Regions from separate parts of the Capra hircus genome. Here region 2 is linked to region 1. A link is a contact called in public Hi-C data. All regions are on one chromosome and are shown on one strand. Each heading gives the region's core, a stretch centred on a gene start, on an enhancer-like site or on the middle of the called end of the contact. The rest is flanking DNA. Distances are from core to core; before and after follow the strand shown.

The links. A called contact is a pair of places that touch in the nucleus more often than the background predicts.
Region 2: a Hi-C map of blood shows a contact between it and region 1, with 2.0 times the contacts expected there. The contact joins two enhancer-like sites. A contact is called at or near these places in 2 of 5 Hi-C or Micro-C datasets (both in blood).

What each region holds. Positions count from the first base shown.
Region 1 is chr17:4,790,541-4,798,246 of ARS1.2, forward strand. No RefSeq gene overlaps it. Among named protein-coding and RNA genes, the nearest start is that of CRYBA4, 21 kb to the right of the region's middle. Within about 2 kb of position 4,166, at least 1 of the 5 cell types and tissues checked has an H3K27ac peak or open chromatin away from gene starts, as enhancers often do.
Region 2 is chr17:4,864,195-4,871,900 of ARS1.2, forward strand. All of the region lies in intron 1 of TPST2 (protein-tyrosine sulfotransferase 2), which reads left to right. Among named protein-coding and RNA genes, the nearest start is that of TPST2, 29 kb to the left of the region's middle. Within about 2 kb of position 3,012, at least 2 of the 5 cell types and tissues checked have an H3K27ac peak or open chromatin away from gene starts, as enhancers often do.

The DNA.
Region 1 (7,706 bases), core at 2,916-5,415:
TATTTTTTTCTAGAGCAGTAAGCGGGAAAGAATCTGCGGCAATGCGGGAGGCCCGAGTTCGATCCCTGGGTGGGGAAGAGCCCCTGGAGAAGGAAATAACAACCCATTCCAGTATTCTTGCCTGGGAAATCCCGTGGACAGAGGAGCCTGGCGGGCTACAGTCCATGGGGTCACAAAAGTGTCGGACACGACTGAGCGACTAAGCAACAGCAAGAGAGGTAGAAAATGGTCCCAGAGCAGTCGCTCTAGACCGGTCCCGAGAAGCACCATTACATCACCTGGAAACTCGTTAGGAATGGAGATTCTCTGGCCTCTCCGCAGAGCTGCTGGATCAAAAACGCAGGCTTAGAGGCCCAGAGATCTGTGTTTTAACAAGCCCTCCAGGGGATGCTTGAGAACCACTGTGCCAGGCCATTCCGGTGGCCTCTACACCCAGCTATCCTGGGTCAGCTCTATCCATGCCCCTTGGTGGATGGCCTGAGGCAAGTCACTCCTTTTCTGAGACTCAGTTTCCTAGACTCCGAAGTAGAGGTAATACTGGAACTCACCTCATAGGGTCGTGTGGGCTAAATGCAGGAATACCTATGGGGAGAGAAGCTTAGGACAGCCTGGCACTTAGTAAGGGCTCAAATCACATTTTAATTCCTACAATACTATGATATCTCCTTTCATTTTCACACCTCTGCATATATTATTTATCATCTCCTCAGCTCCAAAAAGGACATTAAGGCTCAGAGAGGCAGCAAGAGATGCCCAGGTTCCTGGTAAGGGATTCAGGTGGGATTTGAACCCACCAGCTCAGGTCCCAGATTAAATAGTGATTAACTAAACTACACATCTCTTGCTGGGAGCACCGCCCCGCTCCCCCGCCCCCCCCCCCACCAGCCTTGATCTTCGGAAAATCCAGACCCGACTCAACAAAACCTAGAGCACATTTCCAATGTGCACAGCCAAGGCCACTGCAGGAACTGCAGATGTTAGGGCAGGACCCAGATTCTGCCTTCACCCCAACAGAGCCAGCAGTCCCACCGCATAAAAGCAAGACTCGTGTGGAGCCGTTAGAGAAAAGTCAAGATGGGCGTCTGGGCACAGCGTGGCCCCAGAGTCCACAGCCAAACCCCTGTCATTACAGGTCTATGGCTTTGCCCTGCATCACAAGGGAGGAAATGGGGTTCAGCATGACTAGCTCTAAACGAACACAGGGGATGCCTAGGGGTCACTCTTTAAAAAATGAAAAAATAGTATTCCCAAGCACCACCTTTTCCATCATCAGTTCCCAAATTCTCCTGAGGATCCACCCATCATTTCCAATATCCATTTGGGGGAAAAAATGTCGACACTTGCCACTCTCAAATTTTCAGCGCTTCTCCTGTTCTCTGGGCTTCCCAGAGGTGAATGATAAAGGGTCCATGATTCTATTCCAAGCAACTTTGTTTCCAGGGATATCTTTCCCAGGAGGGCAGCAGGAGGAAGGGGGGAGCCACAGAAATAATCAGAAGCTGCCGTGGGCTCGCTGGGAAGACTGTGTCTAAGTGAGGTGGGTTCAACATGAGCCATAGCCTGAGTGACGCAGAGGAAGACAGACCCGCGTCCAGCAGATGCAGGAGCCTGCGAAGCACGGTCCTGCCTGCTGCCCTCGGTCCCTGCTTCTCTGACTTCTTTATCTCAGATAGCTCAAACTGGCTTTCCCGAGGGATTCAGTTGGTCCCTTGCCTTTTCCCTGTCCACCTGCAGAGTACCTTTGCAGTGAACAAAAACTTCCTTGGAATTTGCCATTATCCTGGGAAGGGGCAGGACCCGCAGTGGCCTCCGTCATCCCCTTTAATGCTCTGGGTACTGCCGCCACCTCCTCTGGGCCCCATGTCTAGTCTGATATCTGTGGAGAGCTGGCATCTTTCTTGTCTCCTATCCTCACCTTATCCTGCGGGTAGACCCAAGACGTGCCAGGATCCACCCCCAAAATGGTCAAATGTCATCCTCAGCACAACTCGCCAAGAGCCCCAGCCTCCAGGGAACATTTACAGTGTTAACCTGGGCCCCTGGGGGGCCCACACGCGGATAAGAGCACCAGATGGTGCGCCAGAGGGGAGTGTCAGTGTCTTCTGCCTCTCTCGAAAGTGGCTTGAGCAGCTTAGAATGATGTGCCAGTCGCCATGACAACAGGAAGAGGCGCCATCATCCCGGAGATGCATTTCAGCATGTAGTTGCCTCCTGTAAGCCGGCCCAGGTGGTTGCCTCGCCTGTCTTCATGAGGCTTTGTGAACTAGGTAGTTTGGTGCTCATCGAGCCTTCACCCCTCTACCCCACAGTCCAAGATTTCCCAAGAATTCTGACAGGGGCAACGTGTCCAGGAAAAACTCTGATTTCTCTTTCCCTGGAGAAACTCAGGTAGCCCAGGTGGCCAGGGTTCCACTTCCAACTCTATCTTCAGCCTGCCTGGTGCCTCTGAGTTCTCACCCTACTGTGCCTCCTTTTAAATTAAAAACCAAAAAAATTCTTTATTTTATTGAAGCATAGTTGATTTGCGATGTTGTGTTAATTTCTGGGTCCAGCAAAGTGACTCAGTTATAGCTCTAAATATTCTTTTTCGTATTTTTTCTGCTGTGGTTTATCATAGAATATCGAATCTAGTCTCATGCGCCGTACAGCAGGACTTGGTTGTTTATCCACCCTATATATACTAGCTTGCATCTACTAATCCCAGACTCCCAATGCTTCCCTCCCACCCCTTGTCAAGCACAAGTCTGTTCTCTGTGACTGTGAGTCTGTTTTTGCTTCATAGCTATGTTCATGTGTGTTTTATTTTAGATTCCACATGTAAGTGACACCATATATGTTTGTCTTTCTCTGTTTGACTTACTTCACCTCATGTGATCATCTCTAGGTCTACGCATGTTGCTGCAAATAGCGTTATTTCTTTCTCGGGGCTGAGTAATATTCCATTTACCTATGTGCCGCACCTTTATCCGTGCATCTGTTGATGGACATTTAAGTTGCTTCCGTCTTGGCTCTTGCGAATAGTGCTGCTATGAACACAGGGGTGCGTGTATCCTTTTGAATTCCAGTTTTGTCTGGGTGTATGTGCAGGAATGGGATTGCTGGATCATATGGCAACCCTATTTTTAGTTTGTTTCAGAACCCTCCATACTGTTTTCCATAGTGGCTACACCTAAAAAAAAAAAAAAATTGGGTGAATTTCACATAACTAAAACCAATCACTTTAAAGCCAGCAGTTCAGCGACGTTTACTTTTTATTCTTGACTGTGCGGGGTCTTCACTGCCGCCTGCAGGCGCTAGGCTCGCAGGGGCTGCTGTCCGTGGTGGCTCCTCTTGCTGGGAAGCGCTGGCTCTACGGCACCAGCTCAGTGGCTGTGGTGCCTGGGCTCAGTTGCCCCGAGGTATGTGGGATCTTCTCAGACCAGGGATCAAGCCCATGTCTCCCGCAAGGGCAGACAGATTCTCTACCACTGAGCCACCGGGGAAGTCCAGTTCAGTGGCATCCAGCACTTTCCCAGTGTTGTGCGACAACCGCCTCTATCTAGTTCCAAACCAGGTCACCCCCTCCAAGTAATAATCTGCACTCGTTAAGCAGCCCTTCCCCAGCCTCCCCCCTGCCCCAGGCCCTGGCAACCCTGAACCTCTGTCCTGTCTCTTATGGATGTGCCTTTTCTGGTTATTCCAAATAAATGGAAGCATAAGATATGTGTCCTTTAGGTTCCGGCTTATTTCACCCAGCATAATGTTTTTGAGGTTTACCCACATCGTCACACATACCAGCACTGGGTTCCTTGTTATGGCCAGACCACATTCCATTGTATGGCTGCACCATAATCTGTGTGCCCATCCATCCATTGATGGACACATGGGTTATTTCCACCTTTCGGCAACTGTGGATGCTGCTGCTGTGAACATGTGTAGATGGGATTTGTCTGAGTCCCTCTTTCCAAGCCTTTTGGGCACAGACTTCTCTGCACCTTGTTTTCTTTCATATGCTTGCCCCGAGCCATGCACCTGACCTCCTGACCCTGCACCTGACCTCCTGACCCCGCACTGACCCCCCGACCCTGCACCTGACCTCCCTGACCCTGCACTGACCCCCCAACCCTGCACCTGACCCCCCGACCCTGCACTGACCCCCCGACCCTGCACTGACCCCCCGACCCTGCACCTGGTCAGGGCATCCTGGAGACGGGGTGAGGTGGGCTTCACCACCTTGTTACCTAAACTAGTCACACAAACCCTCCTTCCCCAGTGCCGCCTCTCTGCCTGGCCACACCTGCTGTATCCTCCAAGGAAGGGCTCTGGGAAGAGCCAGACTTCATCTGCCCTCCAGCCAAGCTATTAACGGAGCCTGTGTGCCTCCATCCGGGCCTCGGGGGAGCTTCTCTCTGACAGCTGTTCCCCGAGCCAGCAGCTCAGCTCCCAGCCTCACTCAGATAGAAATTTCATTTTCACTCATCAAAGTAGCTATCATCACTGGGATGAGGGTGCTGCTGCTGCTGCTAAGTTGCTTCAGTCGTGTCCGACTCTGTGCGACCCCATAGACAGCAGCCCACCAGGCTCCTCCGTCCCTGGGATTCTCCAGGCAAGAACACTGGAGTAGGTTGCCATTTCCTTCTCCAATGCATGAAAGTGAAAAGTGAAAGTGAATTTGCTCAGTCTTGCCCGACTCTTTGCGACCCCATGGACTGCAGCCCGCCAGGCTCCTCCGTCCACGGGATTTTCCAGGCAAGAGGGATGAAGGTGGATTTCCCTAAATTCAGGGGAAAGTGCTCGTACTGCAGAGGAGAGCCGCGTGTGGCATGGCCACAAAAAGCACTTGCCCTTCAATGTTCCCGGACCTCCCTCTCCCCGCCCCAACCCCCACCCCATCATCACCTTCAGAAGCAATGAACTTACCCCGCCCCACTAACTTGACACTGTTCAAGGGCTTTACCCACATCCCCCACCCCCAGCATCCTCTGAGAAAATGTCAATATCATTTCCATCTGATAAGGAGAGTGAGGCTCAGAGAAGGGGTGTGATATACCCCAGGTCAGCCAGCTAAAAAGTGCTGAAGCAGAGATTCAGGCTCAGCACTGTTTCCAAAAGCTGCGCTCAGAATCACTGGAAAAAAAAAAAAAAATCTGCAGTCACGCTCACCCAGTCCTTCCCCTAGAAAGGATGCACTGGCCCGCGGTCAGCTGGATGCCACCACCTTGCTAGGGACACTTTGGGGTCCATTCACCGCCCTGCCCTGGGCATGCACAGCAGTGGTTGATATCTCCCTCAGTCCAGGACGGACATCACTGGCTCAGCATCATTGCCACGGATGAGTAGAGTTCCGTGTTTTCCAGTCTTTTCTCTGTTCTGCCCCCAGGGGCTGCCTTCAAGCGCAAAGGCCAGCAGTGCCGCTAGATAAAGCGTGGACAGGAGTGTGAGCCTGGACTGTCCAAGGTGCAGACTCTGAGACAAGGATTCACACGCTCATAGTTGACTTGGAGCTGATCCCAGGATGAAGCGGACGAGTTGGAGAGTGGACTAACGGAGGAAGACGAGGAAGACCGAGGAGCCAGACTGGGTGGATCAGTGTGGGCATCGCTCTGCTAGGGCTGCCGTCACAGAATGCCACAGACAGGGGGCTTCAGCCGCAGGCATTTATCTTCTCACGGTTCTGGAGGCTGGAAGGCCAAGGTCAAGGGGGCAGCAGGGCTGGTGTCTCCCAAGGCCTCTCCCCACAGCTTGCAGAAAGCCGCCTTCCCGCTGCTTCCCCAGTGGGCCACTCGTCTGTGTGTACAGCCCTGGTCTTATCCGAACCCCAGTCCTATGGGATCGGGGCCCCACTTAATCTCTGTGACCTCCATAAGGGCCCTCTCTCCAGATACAGTTGCACTGGGGTCATACTCAGTTCCACCTATGACTTTAGGGAGACACACTCCAGTCTGTAAGAAGAAGCAAGTGGTTGTGGCCGCTGCCCTGCTGAGGCGCTCTGGCAGGTGGGGCACACCTGAGCCGTCCCACGTGAGGTCCAGGGAATCAGGGGGCCTGTCCCCAACTCTCACCCTATGTGGTTGAAGGATGCTCCTCGCACATCAACCCCTTGCCTCCTCCAGGCTGCCCCGGGCACACACCCAACAGATGCCCTTGGCCAGAGACAGCAGTCTACAGGGAGTCACGGGGCCCACAGCACAGAGCCACTGGGGTGCCCGGGCACGGTGAGGGTCCCGGGGACACGCCATGGGGCATGCTGCCTACTCCCATCACCCACCACTGCCCAATCCTACCCAGCAGAGCCCACCCTGCCCTCCATGAATCCAAGGTCTCCCCAGTTTAAGAAGCTTGCACCCTCTGGATGCCAACCCGGCATATGCTGGTGAGTAATACAGAGCCCTCCCCCCACCTCCCTGAAGCTCCCACCTAGTCGGGAAAAGAGCAGAAGTCACAGGGAGCAATGCCATCATGACGAAGTTCAGGGGACTTGGGAGAATTTATATATTAATGACCCAACTCATCTTTCAGGTCAGTAAAAGGCCTACTGAGTGCCAGACACTGTACCTGGGACCAAGAACTGAAAGTCACAGGAAGTATAACTATTCCTTTTTAGAACCTTTTCAGTTTCAAGTGGCAGAAAAACAAGTCCGTCGCTGTAACTGTTTCAGGCATAGCTGTATCCAGGTGTCCAGGCAACATTACCAGGTGTCTGTCTTTCTCCAGCAGTGAGGAGGCACTCACCAGGCACTGCCAGGCCCTCTGCCACCTGGCTATTTGTTTCTTTTCTCTACCTTCCTCTCAGCTCAATTGGCAGCCGAGAAATGGATGCGGGAGTCAGGAATCTGCCCTTTACTCATGATGTGACATTGCTCTGGGCCTCGGTTTCTTCTTCTGTAAAAGGGGCACAACACAACCTGTCCTGCGGGGCTTTCAGATCAATGAAGGGACTCAACTGCCGGAAACACGTGACATAGACATCCCCCCGCCCACCTCTCTCCTCTCTCTACTGAAGAACCGTTAGAGACCAAGACCCAGAGTTCTTGGTCCCGAGAAATTATGATAAACAGGTCTCAGGAACTCCTCAGACATCAACCCTGTCTGCAGGGCATGTAGGTAGCCAGTCCTGTCCACCGCTCATGTGCTCTTTCACACGTGCGCGTCCAAGCTGCTGGTTTAACTCAGTATAGGCTGGTGTGGGCCCCACACCACACTCGTGGTCTCCTTCTTTACCATCACCACACACAGGACCTGAAGGTGTACCCTTGACTCTAGGACCCCCTGATCAGTTATCCTTTGAGGAAGAGACCATCCGACCCGCAGGGTTTGGGGTTAACTGGTCTCCCCCAGCCTCCTTGTTTGCGGTGCCCGGAGCAAGGCTCGGAGACCAAGCGACCTTGCCTGAGGTCACATGAGCCTTCCCCATCCCCACCTGGCTCCTTGTTCTGAGAGGGCCAGCCCCTGCCCCCCTCCCCTTTGTGCGGGCGCATGCGTGTGTGTGTGTGTGTGTGTGCGCGTGTGTGTGTGTGGAGGGAAGCCGAAGGTCCCAGGCGGGGGTGATGGAAGCAGAGACCCTGGTGGCAGTGGGTGGGGTGAGGAGGGTTTGGCCTGTGTGAGCGTGTGTGTGCGCGTGCGCGTGCGTGTGCATGCACGCATGTGTGCGCCTGTGTGTGTGCACGCCTGTGTGTGTGCTGTGTGAGCCAGCCTCTGTGCGTCCTGTGTCCCTGCCGCTCCTTTGC
Region 2 (7,706 bases), core at 1,762-4,261, 72 kb after region 1:
AGCCACTCCACCACTCCACGTGGATTCCCTCAAGGGGCGCTTCGCAGCCTCTGCTGTCCAGCCTGGGGGCTTCGTGGGTACAGTGTGAACAGAACTGTGCTCTCAACTTGAGGTTTGCAGAAACCTGAGTTTGGTCTAGAGAGATCCCCTAAACCCAGGGCTGAGATTAAGCATATGAGGGACTGGACTCAGGTACAGAATTTAAGGAAGTGCCCAGAGCTCAGCAATCAAGACAAGTACTGTTTTAATGCAAATTTTAAAAACCCAAATAAAGGGTGAACCTTGAGAGCATTATGCTAAATGTAAAGCAGCTGAAAACCCTGTGTTCTGTTTTTCCGTTTGTCTGAAATGTTCAGAGGAGGAAAAGTCACAGGGTGGTTGCCAGGGGCTGGGGGGAGGAGGGGGTTGGGGGTGCTGCTCGAGCGTGGGGCTTATCCTTGGGCTGATGAAGATACTCGAAAATTGATTGTGGAAGTGTTAGCATGACTCTGTAAACGCACTTAAAACCGTTGAATTATACACTTTAAATAGGTGAATTGTATGATACGTGAATTCAGTCTCGGTGAAGCTATTACACACCCCTCCAAAAGAAATCTAAATTGATTAAAAAAATCCGTGATGAACAATATGTCAACAATAAAGACAGGATTAGTACTACTGACTTGTTTTCCTTCTGCCTCAGGCTCTAATACAACTTAGCTAGCACCGTTATTTATCCTATTTAAAAATGTGATGTTTCCTTTGTCACTGTGTTTTACTGGCAGTTTTTTTTTTTTAACTGGAATATGGTTGCTTTACAATGTTGTGTTAGTTTCTGCTGTACAGCAAAGTGAATCAGCCATTCACATATATATGTATATCCCACATATATATATCACATATTTATATATATATATTTATATGTATATAAATCCTCTTTTTTGGATCTCCTTCCCATTTAGGACACCACAGAGTACCAAGGAGAGCCCCCTATGCTCCACAGTATTCTCATGAGTTAGCTATTTTGTACAGAGTAGTGTGACTCAGCGCTAAAGAGTCCGCCTGCCAGTGAGGAGTCGCAGGAGACTTGGGTTTGATTCCTGGGTCTGAAAGATCCCCTGGAGAAGGAGATGACAGCCCACTCCAAGTAGTCTTGCCTGGGAAATCCCATGGACAGAGGAGCCTGGAGGGCTACAGTCCCTGGGGTCGCAGAGTCGCACGTGACTGAGCAGGCACGTGTGTATGTCAATTCCGGTCTCCCAGGTCATTCCTCCCCTCTTCCCCCCTTGGCGTCCATACATTTATTCTCTGCATCTGCGTCTCTATTTCTGCTTTGCAGATAAGATCATCTGTACCGTTTCTCTAGATTCCACATACATGTGTTGATATATGATACTTGTTTCTCTCTTTCTGTCTTACTTTGCGCTCTCTGTCGGTCCCTCGGTCCATCCACGTCTCTGCATATGGCTGGCATTTGTAAATGTGGCATTTGAACGTTGTCGATCCTGAATATGAGTTTGGGGGATGCCCCTGTAAGTTTTGCAGTCCAGGGCAGTGGTTTCCTCACCCTGTCCTACCTGCCATGCAGACCCCTTGCTCTCATTTGACGGAGAGGCCGATGAGGCCCAGGGGAAGACAGGCTGTGAGCTGAGGCTAGAGTGGGGTCTCTGAGTCACCTCCTGCGGCCCAGACCATCTGGCCTCTGGGCCGCCTCCTCCACTCTGTCCTCCATCGCATCTCCTCTGAGCTGGTCCCTGGGCCCCCCGGCACTTCTCGCCTGGCCTCCTGCCCTCAGCTTCTAAGCCATCGTGTGCTAGAAAAAGCCCATGCCCCCTCCCAGACCTTAGTCGCGTCAGCACTCGCCACTTCCCTCTGCCCTCGGGATAAACCCCAAGCTCCTTGCTTGGCCTTCCTGGAGCCTGCTGACCTCCTTTCCCCAGCCTCTTGCCCCCACCCCCACCCCCGCCATGGCTGCTTCCTTCTCTCAGATTTACATGGGACCCATAATTACCAAAGGGCGGCAGCATCCCCCGCTCTTATCTTCTCACGGGTAAGCCTCCATCTCACTGAAGTCCTCACCACAGCCCTTGCTGGTGAGTGCTGCTGGCCCCATTTTACAGATGAGGAGACTGAGGGCTGGGGAGAGGAGAGGAGAGGACGCCACTAGGGGCCCGGAGCAGCGGCAGGTGCGCACCCGGGGTGCTGGGAGATGTAGACACCTTGTCCTGCTTCCCCTGGGGGCCACGTGTGCCGAGGTCACCCCCACTCTGGTCCCTGATTGCCCTCCGCACTTCTTTTTTTTTTTAATGTTAACATTCTCCTCTAAAATTTCTTTAAAATATTTATCTTGGTTTATTTAATTTGTCTGTGCTGGCTAGGTGACTGTGTCACTGATCTTCATCACTGTGTTCTTAGCCAGACTATAACTGGTTTCCTTTCTACTTCCCTGTACTTGCTTCCTAAGTGAGCCTAGATTGCTCCTGGACCTGTCTGGCTCTTGGCCCCCACACTGGGCCCATTCCAGTGCCCAGCCAGTAAATAGTCCTCAAATGCTGAATCCAGTGCCCCATGTAGTGATTTGTAGAGCCAGGGGAGGGGCAGAGCTCGAGAAGTCTGTAACTTCCAAATCAGATTATTTGGCGACAGGCCCCAGGAATCTGTCTGTTAACAGTTTCAGGTAATTCTGATGCGTGGAAGTTTTGAACCACCTTAAAGGGAGGAAGTAACAGTGGCGCAGCAACGAAGCTCAGAGCTGTCAGTTCATTTGTTGAATCCTTAGCGCGGGTGTTCGCATCCCCAGTTCACAGATGAGCAAACTGAGGCCCAGTTTAGGACTCAGTTGTGTAACACGGCTGTCTGCTCCCTCTGCTCCAGCCAGGGCTGCGTTGCTAGTGATCCCCAGAACCAGGACACAGAGCCTGGTGTGATGATCCTCCCACCCCCTCTACCCCTACTTCTGGACACTTCCAGGCAGAGGAGTGGAGACAGGCTTGGGTGTGGGTGTGTAGGTGTGTGTGTGGTGTGCAGGCGCAGGAAGCCCCAGGCCCTGCAAGGTCACCCTGGCCCTTTCCTGTTTATACTCTTTATCAGGCCCGGCCCGTGTGTTCCCGAACAGGAAGCACAGAGCAGAGCTGGGCCACGCCAGACGCTGGAGGCAAGGCTGCACCCTGGGAGCTGGGAGGCCAAGCCAGCCATGTCCCAGGCAGCTGCCTGACCGTGGACACACATGGTCCCCGTCTGTGTGTGGAGCAGGGCAGGGCTTTGGGGGTGACGGTTAAAGAGCTTGGCCTCTGGGATCAGACAGAGCTGGTTCCACTGCAGGCTGAGCTCGTTGCTCTCTGTGTGACCTTTCCCTGAACTCTTTACTTCTGTGAGCCTCAGCTTCCCCCTCTGTCGACTGGGGCTAATAAGAGTGCCTCCCTCAACTCCCCAGGTTGTTGTTAGAGGCAAAATGCCCATCGAAGGGCCAGGCACACACAGGTCGCTCTCCTTAAATCTTTCCTTGGTGACAGGCCAGACAGTGGATGACCCCACATGCGTGCATACCTCTCTTCTAAAAAATAAACTTTCTTGAGTTGTCCATTTTTCTCACCAGAGGCCGGCTGCCTGAGTCCTGCCCCTGGCTGTTCCAGCCCAAATATACACCAGCTTCCACGTTGACCCTCTGCATCTGCATTTTGTGGGTTTGTCCCAGTTCCCCTGGGAGTTCAGACAGAGCCGGGCCTTCGCACAGGATAGCCTGAGGGGCACATCAGGGTCGCCGCCTGATGCTGTAAAGAGTCTTTCCTGGAACCCAGCCACGTGTATTTCTCTGGCTGCTCTCATAGCGCAGAGGCCGAGTGGTCTGTCCAGCCGTGACAGACCCTCTGGCCCACTCGGCAAAATCCTTGGCTTTCCTGGCCCTTCCCAGAAGTGTGCCCACCCTGCCTCACCAAACCACTGGCCTGTTTCTCTACAGGTTCCCTCCAGTCTCCCTCCCCGTGCGGTGATGACAGTGATCGTACTCAGTGCTAGCGGGTTTGCACATGTGTGCTGGGTGCGGTGATGCTAAGGAATTCCTCGTGACTCTTTGTTCCAGGTGTTAACGCCCATTCTCAGATGGCAGTACTGAGGCTCCGCAAGCTGGATTGACCCAGGATCCCTGACATACGAGTGCAAGAGCTGGGATGTGACCCCCCACCGTGAGCTTGTGCCAACAGGGTGCTGAACTGGGCCTCCAAGATTGAGGCAGGGTGGCAGGCGTGGGCCCTGCTTTGATGTTTTAGGTAAAAAAAGAAAATGCAAAGCTCAGTAAACATTTGTGGAATGAATGAGGAAACTCAGGAAACTCAAGTCTAGGAGCACGGGCTCTGGAGAGAGATTTGGGTTTTCCTGTTAGCTCCTGTGCTAACCTGTTGTGTGGCCTTGGCCAGAGGAACTTACCTCTCTGAGGATCAGTGAAGAGATGGTTAATACGGGAGAGTCAGATGGGGTCATGGACAGAGCTAGTGAGGCAGAGCCTCCGTGATACATGTGAAGCTCTCAGCTCAGTACCTGGCGTACAGTCAGGGCTTGTATGAGCTGATATTTCTAAGGCCGCTCACCTGCCTGCCTTTTCTTCTTCTCTCTTGAATCACCCCACGTGTTTCTTATGCTCAAGCCTCACCCCTTAAAGCTGCAGAATTATCCTTTTTGTCTCTTCCTCTTGCTCCACTGGATTCTGGCAGGCTTTTCTTGGCTGGTTTCCCTCTAGAGCAGGTCAGAGGTCTCTGATCCCCAGGGATCCTGAAGGGGGAACCCCAGTCTCCCTAAATCTCCTTGGAGGCTTGGGGTGGCGAGGTCACTGGGCCCCAGAGGGGTAGGTGGTCTCCATGGTGATGGAATGCTTGGGAGCTTGTTCCCACAGAGAGGGCTCGCAAGGCTGATGGCTGAGCTCTGGCACGGGGGTACCAGGTACCCCTCCAAGGCTACTCTTATAAGTGCCGTGGCCTGCCCCCTGAGCTGGCGTCCTGTGCTCCAGCCCTCCCCCCGCCCCCAGTTTGGGAACTCTTCATCTGCTGAGCTTTGGCGCCTTAGGGCACGTCTCCCCCTCCTACCTCGGGTACCGCTCGTTTATCACAGTCACGGGTGCAGTTATCTGGCATGCTGGTTTCCTGGCTCTGTGCCAAAGCATCATCTCCGTGAGGGCAGGGCCCTGGGGTGCCAGCCCTGATGTGTTACAACGTCTGCTTCCAAGCACAGTAGGTGTTCAGTAAACATTTGTGGAATGAATGAGTCCAGGTCTGAAGGTGTCTTGACGATGGTCCATCACTGCCCCCTCCCCTTGCTTCTGGTGGTCACTCAGGGCAGCCCATGGGTCAGTGGAAAGAGAGTGATGTGAAATCCTTGCTCATCCTCACTGCTGGCTCATCTTCTGAGCCGTGTCATCATGAAGACAGAGCCAGATTTAGAAACTGGCTTTCCCTCTTAGTAAAGCACACTTTCTACGTGCCAGACTCTGTTCTAACATTCTCTAACTTATTTATACTTCCCAGGACTCCTATGAGGCTACTTCCACATTTACACTGGCCACATTTCAAGGGCCCGGGTGCCTCACGTGAGCCTTCTAGGAGGTCTTGTTGTCGTCCCCATTTTACAGATGAAGAAACTGAGGCTCAGAGACGTTAAGTGACTTGCCAAGGTCATACCACCAGTAACTGGTGGAGCCAGGATTGGAGCCCCTTCAGTCTGACCCTCCCTACTGTGGCTGGCATAGGACTAAAAAAAAAATACTGGTTGTTTTATTATTCTATAGATCAAGACCATAGAAAAACGCCGTGAAAGTATGTGTTCGGGGAAAAATGCTCTCGCCTACCACCGCTGTCTTCTTACCCGGGGTTTGTGTCTGCTGATTGGTCCGATTGATTTGGCGGATTTGCTTTTTGGTGTAGCTGTGCTTACCCTGCACCCCCATGGGCCTTTTGTCATCGTAAATTAGAGAGCCCCCTCCCTGCTCCACCCTGCCACTGAGCTGTTGTGAGGCTAAAATGAGGTAGAGGCGTGGAAAGCCCTTGGTCTAGTGTTAGGGATACAGTGGCGCTCAATAAATTCTGATTTTCTTCCTACGAGAAAAGGAGGGCTCATTGACTCCCCCCCACCCCTCTCCTGTGTCTTCTTGATATAATTTATTTGTTTATCTTTGGCAGTGCTGGGTGTCTGCTGCTGTGAGGGCTTTCCTTTAGTGCGGTGAGCGGGGGCTGCTCTTCCTGCGGGGTGCAGGCTGCTCATCACAGTGGCTGCTCTTGTGGAGCACGGGGTCTAGACACACGGGCTTCAGGAGTTGCGGCCAGTGGGCTCTAGAGCACAGGCTCAGTGGTTGTGGCCCGCGGACTTAGTTGCTCTGCAGCATGTGGGATCTTCCCGGATCAGAACCTCTGTCTCCTGCACTGGCGGGCAGATTCTTCACCGCTGAGCCACCAAGGAAGCTCTCGCTGTGTCTCCCGGGTCTCCACTGTGCCCTACAGACGAACTTCCACGTTGCACGCTTTCAAAGATGTGAACTGTGTTCGCGTGTCCAGCCACTTAAGTCAGTGTCTGGCGTCCATTGTCACGTGTGTGCATCTGTTACAAGTGGTTGTGCTTTTGTTCACTTTACCGTTCAGTACTGTACAGAGTCCGGGGGTACAGCATCTCTATTTCAAGCCCAGGATGTCTGGAAGCAAGCGTAGAGGCAGCAGTGGTATAGCTGATTGTATGAGCTGGGATACCGAGGCTAACCTTGTGGGACTTTTGAATGCATACTGGGAATGGACCTCGTTATATGTAGGGGAGTGACTGTGGACCTTTGGGTGAATGATAGGAGTAGTCTAGCTCAGCAGACTGTTTGTGTAAATGCACGCGTGCATGCCAAGTCACTTCAGTCGTGTCCAACGCTGTGCAGCCCTATGGACTGTAGCCCGCCAGGCTCCCCTGTCCACGGGATTCTCCAGGCAAGAATACTGGAGTGGGTTGCCGTGCCCTCCTCCAAGGGGCTCTTCCCGACCCAGGGATTGAACCCACGTCTCGTAGGTCTTCTGCTTTGGCAGGCAGGTTCCTTACCACTTGCACCACCTGGGAAGCCCTTTTTTATAAATGACCAGATAGTAAATATTTCAGGTTTTGCAAAATGGTTTTTCTTGTTGCTGCTGCTTCTCCTCTCCCCTCCCAACTCATCCTCTTCCTCCTCTTTCCCTTAAAAAAAAAAAAGTCAAGATCACTCTTTGCTCACAGACCTCACAAAATAAGCTGACGGGTGGATTCGACCCAAGGGTCATCACGTGCTGACCCCATCCTAAATCTGCCATGGCCAGTACGGTAGCCCCCAGGGGGCCTCTGGGCTCTGAAAATGTGACCAATGTCAGTAAGGAGCTGAATTTTAAATTTTATTTAATTTTAACAAATTTAAATCGTGACCTGTGGCTAGTGCGTCTTGTTGGAGTCGAAGCTCTTCAGTGATCAAAGGCCCTGACGGCCCGTCCCCGACCCTGAAGGGGGCCGTGGGAGCTGCCCTCCTGGCAGGTCTCTCGAACTCTCTTGGCATTTCAAGGGCTGCCTGAGGGCAGCTGGGCCGGAGCCATCTGGTCTCCGGAAGAGCTTCAAGGGCCCTGGTCCCGAATGCTGCTTTTGTTGTTGTTGTTCCAGGAGCCGCCCATGCCTCGGAATGCCAGGCCTGTGTGTTCAGTAGCTGGGAGGAGGGGCAGGGGCTGGGAACCGTCCTCCTTCTGGGTTTA